3 separate regions of the Mus musculus genome follow, and all the other regions are linked to region 2. The links are chromatin contacts, called in public HiChIP or PLAC-seq maps. All regions are on one chromosome and are shown on one strand. The core of a region is the stretch at or near the end of the contact, and the rest is flanking DNA. Distances in the headings are between cores, read along the strand shown. Region 1 overlaps Cracdl (capping protein inhibiting regulator of actin like). Region 2 holds the start of Ankrd23 (ankyrin repeat domain 23). Region 3 holds the start of Eif5b (eukaryotic translation initiation factor 5B).

Region 1 (3,129 bases), core at 241-2,740, 1.2 Mb after region 2:
TTAAGCACTCAGAAGTTACCAGATAATTGTGAAGAAGCAAAACGTGGACAAGGGTGTTCAAAGTTGTACTGCTGCTAAACGGGGAAGGGTTGGAAATGATTTCAGTATGATCTATCCAAGATGAGGCTTAGATGAGGAAATTAAGACCTAACCCCAGAATGGAACGTCTCCCAGCCACGAAACTGGTGCAAAGAACAAATGTCTAATAGACCAGTGGAATGTAGAAGAGAAACTCCATACAGATATTACTTTTGAAAAGGCAGTCCATAGAGCAATATGCACATCAACCCTGCTTCCTAAATATGTTCATGCCACAGGATCTGCCAAACACTGGGGTCCCAGGACCCAGACCAAGGCAACTCAAATCTGCAGACGCTCCAATCTCTTTGCTGTTTCTCCTACAAGTTCATTTGTATGAACACTTGTTTCTTAGCTGATGGCACTATTTGGGCTGGTTGTGAGGTCTTTAGGACATGGGATCCAGCTGAGGAGGTTTGCTGGAGGGTAGGCTTTGTGTGTGTGTGTGTGTGGGGGGGGGGGTATGTGTGTGTGTGTGGGGGGGGTATGTGGCTCTGCTTCCAGTATGATCTCTCTGAGATGCTCGCTCAATTGCTGAGACATGAGGCATCTCGCCGGCACAGTCACCATGAACTCTTATCATGCCTTCTTTACTACAAGGAACCGTCCTTCAAACAACATAAAGTCCTTCCTTTCTTAAGTTGCTTTCTTGTCAATTATTCGATCATAGCAATGATAGAAACCACTACACCCTTAAGGAAAATGTCAGGGCTAGAAAGATTGCTCATTGGTTAGTGCTTGCTGGATCTGAGTTTGATTCCCAGCCCCCACACTAGGTGGCTCATAATTACAACTCCAGCTCCAGGGGATCTGGTACCCTCTTCTGTTCCCTGAGGGCACCCACTCACATGTGTCATACATACATACACATAGACACATATACATAAACCAAAACAATTCTATTAAAATGGTATAGTATTTGCATAGAAACTACATATAGTCTCCCACATACTTCAAATCATTTCTAGATTATTTATAATGCCTGACACAATGCAAATGTTATGCAAATAGCTGATAAGCTTCATTGTTTAGAGAACAGAGACAGGGCGGGGGAGGAAGTCTATGTGTACTCAGTACAGTGTTTTCAAATGTCTTCAATTTGCGGTTGGTTGAACTCATGGAATCAGAACCCACAGCTACCAAGGCTGAGTGCACATTCTTACACAGTGCATTCATGGGTCTTCAGTACAGCACAGACAGGTGTTTGGAAGGCTTTCCCCCAAATGATATGGAGATAGCTGCTCCTTTTCTGCTGCTGGCTTTGCCTGATGGTGGAAACCATGGAGCCTCCCAGCATCTGGCCTGGTACCACACACGAGAACGGTCAAGGAGCAGTTCCATGGCCGTGAGCAAAAGCCAAGTCTGGACCAAACCTGGTCTATCCAACAGGCCTGATCAGTGCAGTTCGTTCTGCTCTGGCCTTCCCTGTTTGCTCAGGCGGATCCTCCTTCACCTACAGCCTCCCGGTGTCTCTCTGTTCTAGAATGTAATACCAGATAAGACTCACCTACCACAACACCTCAACCCCAAGGCCTGCGTTTTCTCATGAAGATCATGAGGAAAACATTGAGAACATGAGCCAGGCCTCAGAAAATTATAACTGACTCCTCCAAATGACAACGCATGTATCCTGAGATCCCACCCACAACCTAACTGTGTGTGGAAAGCATATGGACACAAAGATATAAAGATATACAGAGGGGTACAAAGGAGCTAATTTCCAACAGAGATTCTGGCGGGTGCCTAACAATTATTCAAAACGACGTGGATTTTAGGTCCTCTGGAAATGATCCGTTTACAGAGTGAGTCACCAACCCTGGGAAGAGATAAGGCTGTGTGCTATCAGACTTTTAGTGGGTGTATTAGTCAGGGTTCTCTAGAGTCACAGAACTTATGGGTAGTCTCTATATAGTAAGGGAATTTGTTGATGACTTACAGTCTGCAGTCCAACTACCAGCAATGGTCAGCAGCAGCTGTAAATGGAAGTCCAAGGATCTAGCAGTTGCTCAGTCCCACAAGGCAAACAGACGGAGAGAGAGTAAATCTTCCTTCTTCCAATGTCTTTATGTAAGTCTCCAGGAGAAGGTGTAGCCCAGATTAAAGGTGTGTGCCACCACGCCTTTCATCCCAGATGACCTTGAACTCAGAGATCTCCGTGTCTTAAGTCTTAATCTTCTGGAATTCATAGCCACTATGCCTCAAGATCTCCCTGCCAAGATCCAGGTCAGAAACTTCTATCTCCCAGACTCCAGATTAGGATCACTGGAAAGCCTTCCAATTCTGAATTGTAGTTCATTCCAGATATAGATAGTCAAATTGACAACCAGGGATAGCCACTACAGTGGGTGAGTTTGTCCCTCATCTCCTCATCGCCATTGCCCTTAGGATATAACTTCTAAGTCACAAGTTGTGTGCATGGGAAGGTCCAAAAAGAGTGTACTGGGGTGGGGGGGGGAGGGTTGGAACATTCAGAGCTCAACAGTTGGGATTACATACACTATTGCAGAGGGCTCAGTTCCCAAACCCTCATTAGATGGCTCAGAGCTGACTGTAACTCCAGCTCCATGGGATCTGACACTGTCTTCTGGCTGCCACAGCACTGAATTCATAAGCATTCATGCTTAGTGGTGTTTTGTTGCAATAGAAACCCTAAGACATGTATGTATGTATGTATGTATGTATGTATGTATGTATGTATGCATTATGTATGTATTCATGCATGCATGTATGCAAGCATGTATGTATGACTGAGATATAAAACAAGATCATATTGGGATAGCAGGTACAGACCAGAGGTGACACTCTGGAATGGTCACTGCAACTCCCATGTCAGCTGCAGAGATGCAAACAGAACTCAAGAGAATGTGTGGACCCTGTGCCCACCCATGTAGGCAATGTGCCTGGCCACAGAGCCAGAACCAGACCAAGAACTGGTTGGGACTGGTTTTCAACAAGCCTCCAAGCAGCACATGTGACAGTGAGCTTACCCCCATGGCCACTTCTCTTTTGGAAGCAACCAAGGGCCCAAGCCGGTCTGTGTTCAGCATCCAA
Region 2 (2,719 bases), core at 154-2,653:
AGCCTCTTGGGGTCCCAGCGTCCAGCCACTAGGCCAGCCTCCAGGATCAGGAACTCCACGTCCAAACTCCAACGCTTTCCTATCAACTCTTTCTCCACTTACCTGCAGGACACGTAGGATAGATTAAGGATCGGGACAACTGTAGGGGTGCTTTGAAATCAGTGGTGGCATGGCATTAAGATGGCAGAGCCCAGACATACAAAGAGCAGATGTGAACCTGGGAGTCAGTCTGACTCTTCCTGCTGAATACTTCCTGGTTGGCTGCACTGTTGGCATGCAGGCACATGTGCACACGCATGTACACACACACACACACATACACACCACCTGCAATTTTCACCAACTGTGGCAATGGCCAAGGCCCAGGGGAAATGACTGGCTGTCCCTATCAGCAGATCACAGAGTTGAGGGGGTGGAGTCTATTTATACTGCTGTGTTCATGCCAGGTGACACCTTAGCTTCCACCCTGCGCTTCTACCCGCAGATTCCTATGAGGTTATGCCACACTGCCACCTGACTCGAGCTTAGAGATGAGAGGCCCTTGGGCCAAATTCCAAATCCCTGCTTTCAGCCCTTGGGTCTTAGAGAAATTATGTTTCTGCCTCGGTAAGATGGGCTCAGTGACCATCCACTACAGCCTACCCATTCCCTTAGCAGCCACCCGGGGAGCCAGAGAACACATAGGTTGCAGATGCTGGGAGAGAAGAACAGGCTGAGGCTTCTGGCCAAATGGCCTAGCTTTCCCTTCTAAGCCACTGTAACAACCTCAAGCCCCTAGGACCCGGCTTGGACATTTACCTCCCAGAGGGGCCACCACACCACAGTGAGACATGTGTGCCCCATACCCTCTTTGCCCCACGTCACCAGCATCACATAGCTGTACTGCCATGGCTATTTCTCTCGCTGCTGGGGGAAATCCAGGAACACCCCTTAAAGTGACCAGACCCTCTGGAAAGTTCCATCTGGACCGCCTCTTGCTTGACCTAAAGGAACTGTGCGTACAGCTATATCCATGGCTACCAGAATAACTATCACCATTTCTCTTCCACCATCCAACAAGGGCAAACCTACAAGTTTGAGGGTGCAGCTCTTTGGTAGGGTGCTACCCTCACATGTGTGAAGCCCCAAGATGGACCCCCAGAACCACATTCACCAAAACCAAACAGACTCAGTAACTCGAGTTCCCCCATCCTCTCGCAGCTCCTTCCCCTCACATGAGACCTGACCCTCAGATCCCAGAAAGCCTACCCTCACTCAGCCAGACTTCGCTACTCTGGCCACATGCTCTGGGTCCCTGCGCCTTGTCCTGAATCTTCAGCGGTCACCCATCCTCCTCACATCCTTACCAACTGCTCAATGCTGATGAAGTCCATGGTCCCCCCTTGCTCTCCATGCACCTAGCGAATTGAGCTCAGCTCTTTTATGGGAGAGCACTCTCTTGGGGGAGGGAAAGGACAAAGCTTGTGCCCAGGCCAGATGACTCTGGGGCCCTGTCACACTGACCAAAATACCGTTCTGGGAATGTGGCCCACTGGGGGCGGGAAAAGGAGCTGTCTGGTGCTGAGTTGGCAGTCTCCTCCCTTGGACACCCACTACCCTGCACCTGCTGCACCCACATCTACCAGGGAGCCATTTTACCACCCCATGGTCTGGGATGCCTGGGCCAGACTCAAGGGAAACGTCTCTTACTCTTCAGTTTAGAACCCACTGGTGAGAAGCCCAGGCTCACAGTATAGATCTGGCTGCCTGAGATGCTGCAGAGTGCCCAGTGCAGTCAGCCCAGCACAAAGCAGGCAACCTACAGAGGACCTCAGGAGCAATGACATAAGAGGCTGACCTAATGCCTTGTGAATTCTCATGGGCTACGTGATGAAACTAGGCTTCATACCATTTCCCAACTGGCTAGTCTTAAGGCTGCCCTTCCCTCCCAGATTTGTCCCTCAGCCGGCTGACAGCCAGCATGGCCTCCTGCCCAGCCTGTCATCAGCCCTCATATGGCTGAAGGAGCCTTCCAGGTCCACATCAGATACTCTCTGGGCATGAAGCATGCCCTTCAACAGGGCAAGGGGACGGAGACCTGCTCCAGGTCTTGCTCCGTCTGTCAATAGCCATGACGGCCAGCCACGAAGCAAACTGTTTTTAGCCAACAAAAATCAAATACCTAATTCTTGAGAAGCCAGGAATGCTTTTCACTCCGCTGTGCCCTGAACTCCAGCGTGACCTTTGAGAGGAAATCAGATACCCAGTAAACAAGATTCTTGCACAGGCAGCATCAACAGAGATGACCATGTAAGCTCGAGGGGAGGGGTGGCTAAAAGGACTGAAGACCATGGAGGGTCAGCAGTGTGCTTTTTAAAGCGGCCTGGGTATGCTGGCCCTGCAAAAACACCCTTGGTGATGAGGAAAAACACTTACTCCTAAGGAAGAAGGCAGATAAAGTCAGAGTAAGCCGGGCAGTGGTGGCGCACGCCTTTCATCCCAGCACTCGGGAGGCAGAAGCAGGTGGATTTCTGAGTTCGAGGCCAGCCTGGTCTAGAGTGAGTTCCAGGACAGCTGGGGCTACACAGAGAAACCCTGTCTCAAAAAAAAAAAAAAAAAAAAAAAAAAAAAAGAAAGAAAGAAAGAAAGAAAGAAAAGAAGAGAAAAGAAAAAAAGAAAGAGTAGCTCTGCTCTCCACTGTTCTACACTTGATGCAGCTGGGCATGGTTGCACTCGACTG
Region 3 (2,930 bases), core at 256-2,755, 1.5 Mb after region 2:
TAGGCCTGGGCTACATAAGGTCATTTAAAAACTCCAACTGTCAGCTTCTCATAAATACTATACAACTGAAAAGAAGCTGTACTCCCAGGATCCCTAACTCGGGGAAGAGAGAGAAGGATCCGAGACCAGCCACTCAGAATCTGCATCACAGTATTCGTTTATCACCGAGAATTTCACAGGAGACCTTTACGTTTAAATGCGGAGCTTCACGCGACTAAAAGTGCTGCCCTGAATTAGGCGGAGGTGGTCACTGCCTTTATATTGGGGGTAAGGACATAACTTTCTATTTATTGAACCAAATCGAGTATTATTCTTACCGACGAACTGGGGGCCCTGACACCTATGTACTCCCCTACAAACTCCTAACCGAAACCCTAACCCCATGTACCTGTCAGCAGACTCTTCGCCACTCCCTGAGCTCAAGAGACTGGTGGAGTAGTTCCGGGGGGACCCGATTTCGCACTAACTGGGGCGCATGCGCCGTAGCCTCCGCAGCCGCCCAGACGAGGCCCTCCCAGCCGCTCCCTCGATCCCAGCCGAGGATGTGTCCTTCATCAACACTGGGACGCTGTGGCACTATCGGCCACATCACCCTCAGCCGTACCTGGACTATTGATGAGGCCTACGGAGAGAGGAAGCCGCAGATCAAGAATACCCACCGGGTTCACACAGGTTTCAACCTCGCAGCAATTGTTAAGGGCAGAGAAGGGGCTGTTAACTCCGCCACTTCATTGGCTACAGTCCTCTCGCGATACAATGTGAGACACTCGCGGAAAGGGCGGTGGCGAGTGACGAAAGCCTCGGAGAAGCCCTATCCTCCGCCACCCGGAACTACTGGCTTCCGAGCCTACGCTTCACGTGGGCTAATGGCCGGAGGGATGGGCGCTAGGCACGTTGGGAATTGTAGTTCTTTGTGCACTGACTGCGGGTCCCGGCTCTACCGGGAAACGAGCCGGGTCTTGAGCCTGAGTGACAGAGGGGCTTCATTTCTCGTTGTGTTTAATAGTTTCGAAAGTGTAGCTTACAGTACATTATAATTTATACACAGCTCACACTAGTAACATCGCCCCGAAACATGGAGAAAATTTTCACCATGCCAGGATCTTCCCTCCTGACTTTCTTAGGCACATGAATTTTTAGAACTTGCTCATACGAAGATTCATATTAGGGGACCCGTTGCTGTGTCCTTATGTCTTTTTCCCCTTAATAAATGTACACAGTTGACAATTCATGAGTGTTTCTGAGAGGGATCCCATTTTTTGTCCTGCCACCCCCAGAACGCTCATCATTGACTCTTTGTGGTCCTGTAATGGACTTCCCGCAGCTGAGGCCGCGTAGGCAGGGGAGAATTTTCAGTCCCACTTCTGCGTCGAAAGCCAGCCCCGGGAAGGGTGCCGACGTGAGAAATGAACGGCCTCATTGTCGTCCTCTAGGTTCTAGAACCCGGGATCCGCCGGACGTCGGTGCGCGGCGCTCACTTGCGGCGAGGGGGCGCCTGGGTTCCCACCTGGCCGGCGGCTCTACTGGAGACGCTCTAGCCGAAGCGCCGCTCTCGATGAGCCGCGCCCTGCGTCCCCACGCCGAGGCGGCGGGGCGATGCGCTTGCGTACTGAGGGCTCACACCATATGTGCCCTGTCCCAGTGCGCGGGTCTGTGGAGAGCCGGGTGCGAGAGGCGGCGGCGCGAGGGGGACCGAGCCGAGCGGGCATTGGAGTCAGCCGGGAGACAGTGGGTCTGTGAGACACCGAACCGAGGGGCCGGGGCCGCGAGCGCCGTTGACAAGCGATGGGGAAGAAACAGAAAAACAAGAGCGAAGACAGGTAGGCGGCGGGGCTCGGGCCGGGGGTCCTCCGGGAGTCGCGCGGGGCCCTGGATGGGCGAGCCTCGACGGGGCGCGTCCCGCGGCCGGGGCTCGGGCTGGGGTCCGAGGCGTGGGGCTGAGGGGCTCGGAGGTCGTTTGGGGGTCCGGGCGGTGTGGGGCCGGGCTCGGGCGCTGCTAAGCCAGGCCTACGGCCCAGGTGAGTGCGAGCCGGGCCCGGAGAGCCCGGGTGGGGCGGGCCGGGAACGGCTCCCTCGCCTCCCCTGGCCCTGGGAACGCCTCCCAGAGCGGCTCAGGAACTTCGGAGGTGCTCGGGGTTGCGGAGAGGTAGCCCAGCGGCTCCCTCCTCCCGTGTGCCAAGTTGGAAACACTTCTGGGGTTATTTAAAGTCCCGGTTGCCCAGTCCTGCTTTCTGGCTTTCCATTTTCCGGCCTCTTTTTTTTTTTTTTTTTGCGTATGTCTTGGCTTCCTACCGCTTCCCTTAAGAAAGGAGGAGGGGAAGAAACCAGTCAAGGGTCGCTGCTTTCTAACCTTAAAAGAAAAAGCCTTTTCAGGGGAAGGAGTGTGTGTTTATGAGCTACTTAGGCGGAGATTTGGGGAGCATGCCTGTGCCACGTTCGATTAAGTTCTTTTACCCTTTTCAGTTGAGTTGACTTCCTGGGCGTCTGCAACCATCTGTTCCATTTCATCTTTAAGTAATGGCCATTCAACTTAATTTAAAACACTACAGGTAACCGAAAACAAAACCAAGCCTTGTGGCACTTCATCGCTGTGGCTCACACAGACATGGTTTTGAAGTTAAAGCTGTTGAAGTGTATGTCGGAACACTTAAGTGTGTGGACCTCGCAGTTGGCTATCTGGCAAGAAGAATTTAAAGACTAGGCTTGTATTTTGGTTTTAGGTCTGTTGGAGAATGTAAACTGGTCTGCGGAATAGATTCTGGGTTTCTTGTGGCAGAGTTAGTGTTTATGAGGAACAGGGTTTATTACAGATTTAGATGTGAGCATTAAGAGGGACAACAGAGGAGGGTTCTGTAGAGCAGGGAAGCTGAGAACTTCCTCTAGAATGGGGGTAGGGCTTCTCAAAGAGTGGCCTGAAAGTTACTGTTAGT

The links. HiChIP or PLAC-seq counts read pairs in DNA pulled down with a chosen protein or histone mark.
Region 1: an HNF4G HiChIP or PLAC-seq map of pancreatic cancer cells shows a contact between it and region 2. The contact joins the enhancer-like site here to the promoter of Ankrd23 in region 2. A contact is called at or near these places in 4 of 39 promoter capture datasets (hippocampal neurons, liver, pre-B cells and 1 more) and 1 of 115 datasets of contacts at active chromatin or transcription factors (pancreatic cancer cells).
Region 3: a contact with region 2 is called in an HNF4G HiChIP or PLAC-seq map of pancreatic cancer cells. The contact joins the promoter of Eif5b here to the promoter of Ankrd23 in region 2. A contact is called at or near these places in 1 of 39 promoter capture datasets (liver), 2 of 115 datasets of contacts at active chromatin or transcription factors (astrocytes and pancreatic cancer cells) and 1 of 9 other capture datasets (liver).

The regions. Positions count from the first base shown.
Region 1 is chr1:37,710,646-37,713,774 of GRCm38.p6, forward strand. All of the region lies in intron 1 of Cracdl (capping protein inhibiting regulator of actin like), which reads right to left. Among named protein-coding and RNA genes, the nearest start is that of Cracdl, 7.6 kb to the right of the region's middle. Within about 2 kb of position 1,491, at least 23 of the 459 cell types and tissues checked have an H3K27ac peak or open chromatin away from gene starts, as enhancers often do. A contact at or near this core is called in pancreatic cancer cells, where this site is marked.
Region 2 is chr1:36,534,336-36,537,054 of GRCm38.p6, forward strand. Ankrd23 (ankyrin repeat domain 23) reads right to left here and starts at 1,404. Exons shown (of 9, transcript NM_153502.4): 1 at 1,347-1,404; 2 at 1-102. The coding sequence starts at 1,373.
Region 3 is chr1:37,996,505-37,999,434 of GRCm38.p6, forward strand. Eif5b (eukaryotic translation initiation factor 5B) reads left to right here and starts at 1,506. Exons shown (of 24, transcript NM_198303.2): 1 at 1,506-1,820. The coding sequence starts at 1,786. Txndc9 (thioredoxin domain containing 9) reads right to left here and starts at 704. Exons shown (of 5, transcript NM_172054.4): 1 at 605-704.